2 separate regions of the Gossypium hirsutum genome follow, and region 2 is linked to region 1. A link is a contact called in public Hi-C data. All regions are on one chromosome and are shown on one strand. Each heading gives the region's core, a stretch centred on a gene start, on an enhancer-like site or on the middle of the called end of the contact. The rest is flanking DNA. Distances are from core to core; before and after follow the strand shown. Region 1 has its middle 3.7 kb from the start of LOC107909896. Region 2 holds the start of LOC107909898 (endoglucanase 8-like).

What was found. A called contact is a pair of places that touch in the nucleus more often than the background predicts.
Region 2: a Hi-C map of leaf shows a contact between it and region 1, with 2.6 times the contacts expected there. The contact joins the promoter of LOC107909898 here to the enhancer-like site in region 1. A contact is called at or near these places in 5 of 34 Hi-C or Micro-C datasets (callus and leaf).

Annotation. Positions count from the first base shown.
Region 1 is chrD02:53,664,727-53,668,308 of Gossypium_hirsutum_v2.1, reverse strand. No RefSeq gene overlaps it. Among protein-coding and RNA genes, the nearest start is that of LOC107909896, 3.7 kb to the left of the region's middle. Within about 2 kb of position 1,883, at least 2 of the 9 cell types and tissues checked have an H3K27ac peak or open chromatin away from gene starts, as enhancers often do. A contact at or near this core is called in leaf, where this site is marked.
Region 2 is chrD02:53,803,474-53,807,055 of Gossypium_hirsutum_v2.1, reverse strand. It overlaps LOC107909898 (endoglucanase 8-like), which reads right to left and starts at 2,044. Exons shown (of 7, transcript NM_001327026.1): 1 at 1,820-2,044; 2 at 1,319-1,726; 3 at 1,093-1,185; 4 at 814-975. The coding sequence starts at 2,044.

The DNA.
Region 1 (3,582 bases), core at 634-3,133:
TTTGAAAATATACTCTTTTTTTTAAGATATAAATTTATTAATAACACAAACTAAAATTTACAAAAGGTTATTAACGTATTATCCACGCATAGATTAATATAGTATTAAACGCCAATCAATAATGAATTTACATTATTGAATGTAAGCTTAGACAACTTTAAATAAAGTAATTGTGGAAAAATAATTTCAATTTCTTTGTTGTTTTTCTTTTGTTTTGTCAGTATCCGAGCTTGTTACCGTATGCTTTTTTCTCCCTCCTATTAATTTTTTTATCTTTTTTCTCCTTATTCACTCTATGTGTTTTCTCTCTTTTCAGTTTATAAATATATTTTGTGGGTATTTTTACTGTCTTTACAAGTTGTGATGGACAGATGATGGTGCATGTCGTTGCTAAAATTCCACCGACCAACAACAATTTCTCTTGGAATTTGGGTCGTTGTTCCATCGACTTCTTAATTTGTTTTTGTTTTGAAAGTATTTCAGAATAATAAATGATTTCACGAATAGGTTTGGACGTATTGTCTTAAGTTTTATATATATATTTTTTATTTTCCATTGTTTAATAAGTCTTCATTTTTAGAAGTTTTTGTGTGCGCTTGTAGCACGCTTTTTAGTCTTGCTTATGCATGTAGTTTTGCTTTTGTAAGTGATTTTAGGGATGGTTTTGTGGTCGTTCTCTCCAGTTTTGTGGATGCTCTGTTCTTTTACTGATTTTTTACCGTCGCTTTGGACCATCCGAGGTTGAATTCCTTATTGTATTAAGTGCTTGCAATTACTCCAAATATGTCTTGCTTGAGTTGTGATAAAACCAATTGTCAACGTGCCATAATGTTCATTTGATGTTGAGGTTGAAGCCTTTATTGTGTTGATGAAGCTTGTCCTTCATCGTCTACAATGGGTGTTTGTTGTTTTTTCTCCTTGAGTTGTATAGTCTCGTTCATGGAATGAAGTAATGAATTTCCCTTTAAAAAATTAATGAATTTGTTTTTCTTGATATCTTAAGCATTTTGCGAGACAATTAATTTCTTATGGTAGGAAAAAATTAGTACCATAATTAACCTAACTACATTATTAGTCACTAAATTAATAGTAAATTTTTGCTTTGGTCATTTAATTAATAAAAGTTACAATTTGGTCATTAAACTATTTGAAAGTTTTCATTTAAGTCACTGAACTATTTAAAATTTTTTATTTAAGTTATTGGGCTATTAATTTTTTTTAAAAGTTCCACCAGCGAGTTCCAAACGATGATTCAATGATTGGTATGGTGGATCAATACCCATCGATGAGTAGAAGAACACGCCTTATATCCAAATCGATCTGACAATTAGTGTCAGACATTGGAGAAAAAAGCTGTTTGAATTTTAGTTTGCAGATTTGTGACATCTAAACTTGTCTCATGAAAAAAAAACTTGAATTGTAAAAGAGAAGGAGAAAGAGAGTTTTCCATTAGTGCAGGCAGTGTGAATAGAGAAAGGCATAAAACATCGACTTTAACTTAAATAAAAACTTTTAAATTGTTCTGCGACCAAATTGTAACTTCTGTTAGTTAAGTGACTAAAACAAAAACTTACCTATAATTTAGTGACTAATAATGTAATTTACCCTTAAAAGTTAAAACCCTTTGTGCTGGATTTTTGTTTGTTTTCCTTTGTACTTGGTGCAAATGGGTGTATATTTTGGTAGGCCTTCATGTCAACAAATTAAATATATGAAAAAGGAAAAGAAAATGAAAACCCTTTTTGCTTTTGAAATGGAAAAGTAGAGTAGATGTAATGGGTATATTTAGTGTACAATTCCAGGTGTCATTGTCAGGAGGATGTGAAAATCCACTCAATAATTACAAACAATAAAAAAGGGAAAGTTGATGGGCCGTGGGGCTTATTACAATTGCACTTTCATAAAATTGACGTCAAATCCTACACCGATGTTGGAGAATGACTCGTGACTTAGATCTATTCACTGAAACAATGGGAAAACTCAAAAAACAAAATTTAAAATATGTGCTATCCTATGGGTAAGTTAGCAAATCAATCATCAGAGTTTACATGCCATAAAATTTCACCCTCTAATTTCCTTTCAGATTCTCCAAGGCCCTCTAACTTTTAAAAAAATTGCATATGTACTTGTATCAATACATTAATTTTTTTAAATTTTTATTTTATTATTTAAGTTTAGTTCAAATATGTGAAAAGTTGTTCTACCTTTTTAATCTTAAAATTTTAGTTCCTATACTTTAATTTTGGAACATTAAATTTTGATTTAAAATTCTTGATTTTCCATTCAATTTTACAATTATACAAAAGGTAAAATAACTTTTTAACCCTCAACATTTATAATTTTTTTAAATTTGGCTCTTACTTTTTCAAAAATGCATAAAAATTACAAAATTTTAAATTTTCAATAAAAATCTTAAGAATTTTAAGAATTTTCATTCCATTAAAGATTCATTCAAATAATTCAAAAAATTATAGAAATATAAAAGTTCATCCAATTTTATTTTTTATAATTGCAAATCGGATGAAAGGAAAGATTTTTAAATAATAAAGTGCAGGGTTTAGTGTCTCAAATTAAAGTAAAGAGATTAAATTTTAAATATCAAACGATATAAAAGTATCAATGTGACAGGATTTCAACATATAACATCATAATTTTCAAAGCTTTAATTTTTTTAAAGGTAAATTCATTAATTCATTCAATAAATGGAACCATATAATTCAGAGAAAAAAATAGCAAACACTCGTCGTAGATAGCAAAAGACAAACTCCATCAACATAACAAAGGTTTTAGCCTCAGCATCAATAGAACATTATGATACGTTAACAATTGGCTTTGTCACAACTCAAGCATGACATATCTGGAGTGATTGCAAACACTTAATACGATAGGGAAATCAGCTCTATATGGTCCAAAGCGACGAGCAAAAAATTGACAAATGAACCGAGCATTCACCAAACTAGAGAGGACAACAAAATGATCTCTAAAATCACTTGTAAAACTAAGATTACATGCATAAACAAGACTAAAAAAGTGTTATGACAGCAGGCAAAAACTTTTAAAACTGAAGACTTATTAAACAATAGAAAAACAAACAAAAAAAAACATAAAACTTAAGACAACACTGGTCCAAATTGATACGTGAAATCATTTATTATTCTAAAATACTCTCAAAACAGAAACAAATTAAGAAGTTAACGAAGAGTCACCCACTTTCCAAGAAAAACTACTGGTGACTAGTGGAATTTTAACGAACGACAAGCGCCGTCATTTGTCCATCACAACTTGTGAAGACAATAAAGATACACATAAAATAGATCTACAAATTGAAAAGAGAGAAGACGTGTAGTGAATGAGAAGAAAAAAGAAAGAAAAGATTGATGGGAGAGGAAAAAGGTGGGCAATAACCAATCCGAAGACTAATTTTCAAAGCTTTAATTTAATCATTTAAACCATGGTCTTTTTATATTTTCTTTTACAAATATATTATTTTACATGTTTTTCTTACTCATATAATGACTGTGTCATAATTTAAATAAAATTTTAACTAATTATTTTGTATAATTGTCAATTGAACTCATGATA
Region 2 (3,582 bases), core at 795-3,294, 140 kb before region 1:
GCATCGCCCCAGCCTTTAGGCACATGCATGTAGCAGTAACTCACTGATTGGGGACCCACGAGGATCCAGATCTTAACAAGAACGCTTAGACTTTTTTGGTTTACGATTGAGGAGACAATACACTACTAAAACCAACCCTAATCTACTCCACCAGACACAGTTTTAGTCTCTTTGGCTCCAAATATTTGTCTTTTAATTTGGGTTGCCAATGTAAAATTGATGCTCACATGAAACCCAAATTTTATGCTTACATTCATCATGTGCAATGATAAGCCATCCTATCCCCCATCACATGATTATTTTGTTCTTTCTATTCCCATCTTATCCAAGCATGTAGTAGTAGCGCCATTTTTATAGAAATCTAAAAAGTAACAAATAGCTTGCCTTTGGTTCAATTAAAATACTTAATTTAAATCTAATTTTCTCCCGTGAACTTCAACAAAAAATCCAACATTTCACACCATGCAAATGGTTTGTTTCAGTTCGTCTGAAAGTCTATAAAGGGCATAGAAAATGGGGTTCGAAAAATGTGAAAGAACACCCCACAAAAATATGATCAGCTCCCATAAAAAACATAGGATCACCCACGTGCACCCAAGACACATTTTCTTCAGTCCTATAAAATGAACCTTATCCTACTTACATACCCCAACAAAAGGCACCAAAGTGTAGAAGAATATAAAAGCACCGTTCTAGAAAAATAAATAAATAAATAAACAAATAAAACTTATAAATAAAATAAAACATTGGTATCATTATAATGATTAAGCATAAAACATATATAAATAATCCAGTGATTAATTAATTTTGTACCTTGGAAATGAGGACGTTAATCCCAGCATGCTTGTTATCCCAACCAAACTCATTGATGGTATCTCCAGCTCTCAAGACAACCTCGTTTTTCACTATGTACTCTCTATATACGCGCTTCCTTGAGGCCTTGTGCAGCCAAGCGGCTCCCCAAAGCAACTCGTCCTACATTACCATTACAGTAGCTACAGCCAGTCAAAGTTGTGGACTTCAATGTCATAATGCAACGGTTCCTCTTAATTGTACTGTAAGAGAAAAGAAAAAAAAAGGAGTCTGTCTGACCTGGTAACCATTGACATCGCAGTAAAAAGGACAGACTGCAGAGTGCAGGCTGCTACTATATGCACCTCGGTGCTTGTCAGCAAAATTGAACACCTACAGTACAATACACCATTTTCCCCGACTGTCATTTTTCCATTAACATTCTATGAATCAAATATGCAAAATATCTTCCCATTTGGTGCGGTGACAAGATTAAGAAGAAACTGAGGTGGTGACAATGAATTACCCTAATGGCTCGATTGAGGAGCAACCTGGAGTATGCAGGGTCTCGTTTCCTGAACACAATGGAAGCAGCAGCCAATGCGGCGGCGGTTTCACCTGCGACGTCCGAACCAGGATGCGCATTATCGATTTTGTACACCGTACGTAAAGTATCCATGTCCTCCGGCCTTTCCCAGCAGCTATGATCAGAATAGGCGTCTCCCACTTGTACGTACACCACTCGAGGCTTTTCCGTTGCTTTCAACAGATAATCCGTCGACCATTTCACTGCTTTAACGGTGTTCTTTAACTCCGGCCCCATGTTCCTCCCGAAATCTATGATACTCCAAGCTAATAAAGTCGTCGTGAATGCCATTGGGAACCCGAACTTCACGTTGTCTCCGGCGTCGTAGTAACCTCCCGTTAAGTCCACCTGAAACCGAAACATCAAACGCAGTTAATGATTAAATTATATACTTTTCGTAGGTGAAATGGGAAATGTAGGCTGTCGAAAAGGAGTAATTACACCGGCGGTGGAGCCGTCGTGCAATGCAGAGTCGCGGCGCCATTTGACGCGTTGGTCAGGGGGAAGTCTGCCTGATCGTTGGCCTTCGAAAAAGAGAATGCTCTTGCGGAGAGCGTCGTGGTAATTGTGGCCGCCTATGATCGGATGACAAAAGAGGAGCAAAGAAAAAGAGAAGGCGAGAAGTGCCGAGAAAATTCCCGGAAATGTAAGGGGTTTTGGCGCCATCTTCTTTGGGAAGGGTTGGGGACTGGGATGGCTAATGGCTTAATGCTGATATATACTATACACTGCTAAGAAAACAGCAGAACCAACGTGGTTCTTTATACTAAAACTGTGGCGTCCGATTCCAGAGATGGTACCAATGGGGATACGCCACATGTATAGCTGTAACTGGTCGAAATTTGGGATTCCCATTCTTGACTTGACTGCCAGATTATTCGGGTCGGGTTGAATTCCGGTACATTCAATTCGAAGTTGGGTTAATATCCTTAGCACTTGTGCATTTCTACGTAATTCGTGTATAATTTTTTTATTTAGTTGATACATTAATTTTAATTCCGTAATTTAGGCCTATTAATTTATACTAATATGATGGTACTACATGATAATCTTTGGCAAACAATAATTCAAACATTTTAAATATATAAAAAATATTTCTTTATATTAAAAATAAATTTAAATAAATAATTATTTAAAATATTTAAATCAAAATATATTTAAACTTTTCACATATTATTATCATATTAATTATTAATGTCACGTCAACCGACCTAACAAATAATAATTTTAAGTAGTAACGTAATAAATCAAATAGAGCAAAATATATTAAACCTTCGAAATTTAATGAGTGGGGGCGGTGTGTGACTGTGAGAGAGGTAGATCAAAAAATGTAAGGGATGGCACATGTGGACACCGCTTATTAATGATTGACCGTAGAGAGCAAGTTAAGTGAGACCAACTTATGGAAAAGATCATCAAAGATGAAAAAGGAGATGAGCATGTATAGCGTCTGATTTAAAGACTTATTTGGAGGTTTGTTGACTGGGCATATGAGTTTCTGTCAGCTGCTGGCAAGGCGGTGTGCATTTAGAAGTTGTATAGTTGATTGCACTATAGTGTACCGTAAGACCTAGATTTTGTGTAGTTCATAGCCCAAGGCTATTTCTTCGTTGTTTATGGAGAGTGTTTTTAAAAATTTTGATTTCACTATTTTAAATGTTTAAGATTGTTCTCAAAAATAGTTTTGAAAACTAAAATTTATATTTTAAGCATGATGTTGTAACATAAAGATGTTTTTAAATTATGTTAAATTTCATTAATATTATGGCATTTCAATACAGATATAAGAGAATGAAATAAAAATGATAAAAGGGTAAGACTATGTACAAGAGAAAAATGAGAAATAAAGAATTTGAAAATTTTCTCATATCTTTTATGTTTGGATATGTGTCTTTTAAGTCTTCAATTGTTCATTACTTGTATTTAGGGGTGTTCATTTGGTTAACTGACCCGAAATTGCTATAATCGAATTAACCAACCTTCCAAAATTTTTAACCGTTAACCGAACCGAATTTTTTTAAAAAAACAATTAATCGAACCGAAATTTTTTCGGTTAATAAGGTCGGTTAACCGAATTAACCGAAAATTATGTGTTGTTCATTTTTGGTTAAAAATTACCCGAATTACCAGAATTACCCGAATTACCCAAATTGAATCACTACATAATTAAAAAAATTACATAAATCTTAGAATCACTACATAAT